Regions from separate parts of the Mus musculus genome. Here region 1 is linked to region 2. The links are chromatin contacts, called in public ChIA-PET maps. All regions are on one chromosome and are shown on one strand. The core of a region is the stretch at or near the end of the contact, and the rest is flanking DNA. Distances in the headings are between cores, read along the strand shown.

What was found. ChIA-PET counts read pairs in DNA pulled down with a chosen protein or histone mark.
Region 1: a contact with region 2 is called in an RNA polymerase II ChIA-PET map of memory CD8 T cells, with 34 read pairs. The contact joins the enhancer-like site here to the promoter of Tbr1 in region 2. A contact is called at or near these places in 15 of 39 promoter capture datasets (the 3T3-L1 cell line, the HPC-7 cell line, cranial neural crest and 10 more), 7 of 115 datasets of contacts at active chromatin or transcription factors (DN3 thymocytes, bone marrow-derived macrophages, embryonic hindbrain and 3 more) and 2 of 9 other capture datasets (adipose tissue and liver).

What each region holds. Positions count from the first base shown.
Region 1 is chr2:62,389,952-62,392,651 of GRCm38.p6, reverse strand. The region is part of intron 2 of Dpp4 (dipeptidylpeptidase 4); the gene reads left to right. Among named protein-coding and RNA genes, the nearest start is that of Dpp4, 21 kb to the left of the region's middle. Within about 2 kb of position 1,346, at least 111 of the 459 cell types and tissues checked have an H3K27ac peak or open chromatin away from gene starts, as enhancers often do. A contact at or near this core is called in DN3 thymocytes, the HPC-7 cell line, adipose tissue and 4 more, where this site is marked.
Region 2 is chr2:61,803,168-61,805,867 of GRCm38.p6, reverse strand. It overlaps Tbr1 (T-box brain transcription factor 1), which reads right to left and starts at 1,415. Exons shown (of 6, transcript NM_009322.3): 1 at 469-1,415. The coding sequence starts at 1,160.

The DNA.
Region 1 (2,700 bases), core at 97-2,596, 590 kb before region 2:
GCCAAGGTCAAGGAACCAGCTAGCTCAGCATTATGTAAGAGATTGCTTCCCTGATGACATCTTCTATCAGCAGCATCCTCACGTGGTGGTCCATGGTGGGGTACACTCATTGCCCCCACCCATTTCACAAGTTGCTAATCAATCCTGAGAATAGAACCTCCAGTACTTAATCACCTCTCTCCAAGCCTGCACCTCTTAAAACTACTGCAATGAGTTAGATCTGAACAATAGCAAGTTATTCAGTAGTTCCCCAAAGCCAAATGCAATAGGCAAGTCTGTGCTCACAACTAGGCCCTTGGCTTTCAGTGCCACCTGCGACTCCCTTCTTGTGTTTTGTGATTCGGCAGAGATAGGAAGTGGCTGTGTGATCCAGTCTCAGGGGCCATGAAGCCTGTCCGTTAATTGTTACTTCCTCCTTATTGAATATTTTTTCTTTGTCTGCCAAGACTGCTATTTTACAAAAGTGAATTCTGCAGTAACACCTGTTTTATTTCTTTGTACTCTTTGTAGAGACAAGAATTAGTGTGGAATGTTGACTGGTTGCCATATGGCATCCACAAACTACAACCAAATACCTCTTTTTCCTGTTTTTTTCTTAAACAACTTCATGCATTTGTGAGCCTTAAGAAACATATTTCTTTCTAGAAGTATTTCATTAGCTATTTAATTTCCAAAGCAGTTTATCTTTGGAAAGTAGAAATGTTATAAATCAGAGTTTAAGAGTTAAAACATTAATGATGAATGAACATATTTTTTATTGAAAAAATAGTTAACACACATGGTGACATTGGTCAAAATCAAGACTACTCTGGAAGACTGTAGTCTCTCTTATTTTGATTTTGTTATCCTGGGGTTACAATTGATTTATAAGTAATTCTGACCTTGAAGCTAGGATTCATTATACCATAGCCTTTGGTGAGACTTCATTACTAGGCTGAACCATTTTGAATGCTGCTCTTCTGATGTTTATGATTGACAAATGTCATTTTTACATGGCTCATCTTAGTTCTTTAAGCCAAGGAAATAAAGCAGAATACAGCTAATGTCTTCCCTAAGATTCTAAATTCAAGAGATTGCATTTGTTTATGAGCTGATGGGTACCACATGATCAACTGCTTTCCTTGGCTGGCACAAGGCTTTAAATCAATAAGTCAAGTGAACGGCGTGTCCCGGGTCGCACCACGAAAACCATAGCAGCAGCCAAGGACCTGCATCTGTTGCTGCAGCAGTGCCCTGTCAAGGAGCAAGAAGACGAGGAAGGAGAAACAGGAACATGAGCACGTCCTGTAAGAGTCGGAAGGGTGTACCTTGCCAGCAAACTGTGAAGCTGATAAAGGTCAAAACCTGGACTTGGCACTCGAATCTCACAGAACTCGCTTATCTAGATGTTTCCAAACTGTCTTCCAATGTGTCCTGCTCATCAAACGGCAAGATAAAAAACAAAACTAAAAAAAAAAAAAAAAAACCCAAAAACCAACCCACAGGGAGTAGTTGTTGTTCGACTTGCTCTAGTGTGGCCAGACTCTGGGACTGTTTGTGAACAGATAAAAAGTGGTTTGCATTCAGCTTCCTGAGCACCTAAGTGAACCTTACACAAGGCAGGGCTGGTGTAGGCCCTGCGGGTGTATACGCGCCGTGAGTCATCTTCCTTGATCTGCGTGTAGATCCCCAAGAATGTCATAAGCTGAAGGGAACCAGAGTGAGGCACAGATGAGGAGCTTAGAAAAGCTATGTGCTGATGTGAGAACAGGCTGAGCAGTGCCAGAGGGGTGCTAAGAGGGGCGCAGGAAGGGAATAATGGCCCACTGGATACTAGGTAATCCCAAGGAATCTGGACTCGATTATTAATTTTAATTAATTATCAATTAAAATTATCAGCTCCAAACTGTCTCTGTAACTCCTTCCATGGGTGTTTTGTTCCCAGTTCTAAAAAGGGGCAAAGTGTTTGTTAGGCTATGCTGGTGCCTGGCAAACACAGAAGTGGATGCTCACAGTCAGCTATTGGATTAAACAACGTCTGTGAGCTAACAAGGAGAATGTAGCAGTTTTATCTATGGAAGGAGAAGGTTCAAAAGTCGGATATTATCAGGTTAGCTCAAAAGGAACTACTGTTAAAAACTTCGTTGGAAAGGACAGTTTCTATAAGAGAATTACTTTCCCATGGGCTTTGAAAAGAGTAACACAAAGGGCAGCTTTTACTGGCCTGCTTGTGATGTGGCAGGTGCTGTGGTTAGGTGTTTCCATGCACATGAAAATGTTTGAGAGTGTGGAGAAAGATGTTAGGCTCTTTGTGATTTGTCTCTGGAGTGAAGTGAATGAATAACTTTACTTTGTGTAAAGGAATTTTTTTTTGTAATACTTATGTGATAACATCTTACATTAAGTAATAAAACCTCACAAGAGACAGCTATATCAGGGTCCTTTCAGAAAAATCTTGCTGGCGTATGCAATGGTGTCAGCATTTGGAGGCTGATTATGGGATGGATATCCGGGTGTGGCAGTCTCTAGATGGTCCATCCTTTTGTCTCAGCTCCAAACTTTGTCTCTGTAACTCCTTCCATGGGTGTTTTGTTTCCAATTCTAAGAAGGGGCAAAGTGTTTGTTAGGCTATGCTGGTGCCTGGCAAACACAGAAGTGGATGCTCACAGTCAGCTATTGGATGGAACACAGGGCCCCCAATGGAGGAGCTAGAGAAAGTAC
Region 2 (2,700 bases), core at 166-2,665:
CGCCGCGTGTCTGAACGAAATGTCTGCTGATCTAGGAAAGGGGGTAGTGGGAGAAGGGAAGACGTAGGGCCGAAGTCGGGAAGAGCAGCGAGCGCTCTGCAGTGGGGGACCAACAGGGATCAGTGCTCGGTGGAGAGCCGGTGGCGGCCTGCTTCTCCACCTGTCGGCTCGGGCCAGCTTTGATGCGTCGCTCTGAATGCCTAGGAGCGGCCGCGGCTCTCCGTCGTGCTCTAGCCACTGACTGGTTCTCCGACCGCATTGGCACAGCAGGCTCCCCGCCACCAACATCACGGTGGTTATTATCCCTTCCACATTCCCCTTTTCCAAAACCAGCCAACTCCAGGACGCACCCGAGCGCCTCTCCACTCCGCTCCCCGACCCCACATAGTCGCTGCCCGGCGGTCACAACTTGGGTGCGTTCGCCCAGGGTCACGCCTGGAACAGCGGCAGCCAAGAAAGTAGCATTACCTTCCCTGTTTAGTGATGATCATCTCCGTTTGATGCCGATGAAATTTCAGCCAAAGTGGCCTGTTGCACAGGTATACTTGCGCCTTGCCGGGCACCAACCCGGGCTGGGTGGAGGAGAACTGGTAGAAAGGGGCTCCTTGGTAGGAGTGGCCGTACTGCTGTGGGTAGGGGTAGCCGGCCGTGGGGTAGCCCTGCGGCGAAGAGTTGGACAGCAGGCTGTTGTAAGCTCCGTTGGTAATGACCGGGTGGTGGGCCATGTAGCGACTGGGGCTGCCGATGGAGAAGGCGGGATGCGCCGGTCCGTGCTGGCTGGGGTACGGGAACATGGCACTGGGAGCGGTGGCCGCAGACTGTGGCTGGCTGGACTGAGAGAGTAGGTAACGATCTGCAGCAGAGCCATCGAAACTGTGACGAAGCTCAGAGACCCCGTCCAAGACAGGAGAGAGTTTACTTCTCTGGACGTCCCCTGGTGAGTCCTTGGAGTCAGGAAAATTGTCTGTATCTGACTGATTCGTCATCCCCCTGGTAATTTTTTTCAAAGGTGAACTTCTCTCCAGGTTGTCAGTGGTCGAGATAATGGGATGATCATGCAAGACAAGCTCAGATCCGCCCGAATGTGGGTAGCTGCTGCTCACATTGAGAAATTTCTTGGAGAGCATGATAGAAGGAGAGAGGCAATGCTCCAGCTGCATAGCTCTAGAACCTGAACGCTGGCCCTCCCGTCCCTGGGTTTTAAAGTCCTGTTTATCATACACTAGGAATCCACAGACCCCTCACTAGACAGAAAGCACTTCAACCAGCAAATGCTTCTCAAAGGTTTGATTTACTTTTTTTTTTCCCTGGGAGAAGAGATTGGCCAATTGACACTATGCAGCAATCAGAAAAGGCTCACTTTTGATCTTGCTGCTTATGCAGCCGATGAAACGGCTCTTGCCATTGGTTAGCTGCTGACAGTAATTTAATTAGATAGACATTAATTAGGATAATCACCTGGCTCCTGGTCGCGACGATCATGGCAAATTGAAGGGGATGATTTTATTGTTGGCTTGGGGGGTGGGGAAAGTGTGTTGGTTTACGTGAGCTCTGTTATGTCACCTTTAAGCTTTGTGACCACTGCTTCAGGAAGATTCAAAGATGTGCAATTTACTAAACAGTTCCTTACCCCCCCCCCTCTCTTTAGAGAGGAGGGGCGGAGGAGGGAATTCGATGATGCTAGGAGACTTTTCGGATCTGAATGAGCCAAATATTCAGTTGAATGTAACGATTTCAAGTGCAAAGTATACAAAGCGCGAGCCGGTGGCCTCTTCTCGCCCTGTAAAACTTCCAGAGTCTGTCTTTTCCAGTTAATACACAGAAGCACACACACCTGAGCCTGTGCTTTGTTGAATCGGTATTGCGTGTCCTTGCCGCCCCCTCCCCCACCTTTAAACTACACGAGTAAATAAATAAATAAACAAACCTCTGCCGCTGAAAGCCACAGCGTTAAGAGAGGAGAAGAGGAGGCAAAGCAGTTAACCCACCCAGCAACCCACCTCGGGAAGGTTCGGTTTCCGGCAGGGGTACAGAAACAGTGACAATCTATGATCTCCTTTTTAAGTTTTGAAATAATCATAAGCTGTCGCGCTGAAGTGCTTTAATGTATTTGCAGTCATGTTTACTGGGTCGTTACTAAATATTTTATCAGCCAACTTGGTTGCAGATCATCTGAAGAGCAGCTAGCTGGGGGCGGGCGCCATGTATCCTTTGAGCCCCACCGCACTTCCTCCTTTCCGAGGCACTGGCTTGGTGACAGGTTCATAAGCCTCGCCAGGAAAAAGAGAGGGCTGAGTCCCCAGTGCAAATGGGTTCTCTAGAAGCGTTGATCTGGGGAGACAGAGTGGAAGCGGTGTCAATGCGATGATCTTACTGACTGGTGTGGTGTGTGTGTGTGTGTGTGTGTGTGTGTGTGTGTGTGTGTGTGTGTGTGTGTGTAATGTTTACATAATCCAGAGGGAGAGAAAAAGAACCCATGCCAGTAATTTTTAAAAGAGGATTAGCGAAAAGAATCGATGTAAAGAGATTTTGGCACAAGTAATACGAGGCCCCAAGCAACTCTGAGGTATAGAGAGAAAAGATCTAGTACCTGCTTTCACAGGCGGCTAGCCTTCGGCCTCGAGCCAAGAGAGCCTGAGATCTATAAACCCAGAGCTCATGCTTGTGTCCAGGCATGGCCAACCCTGAAGGCAAGAGGTG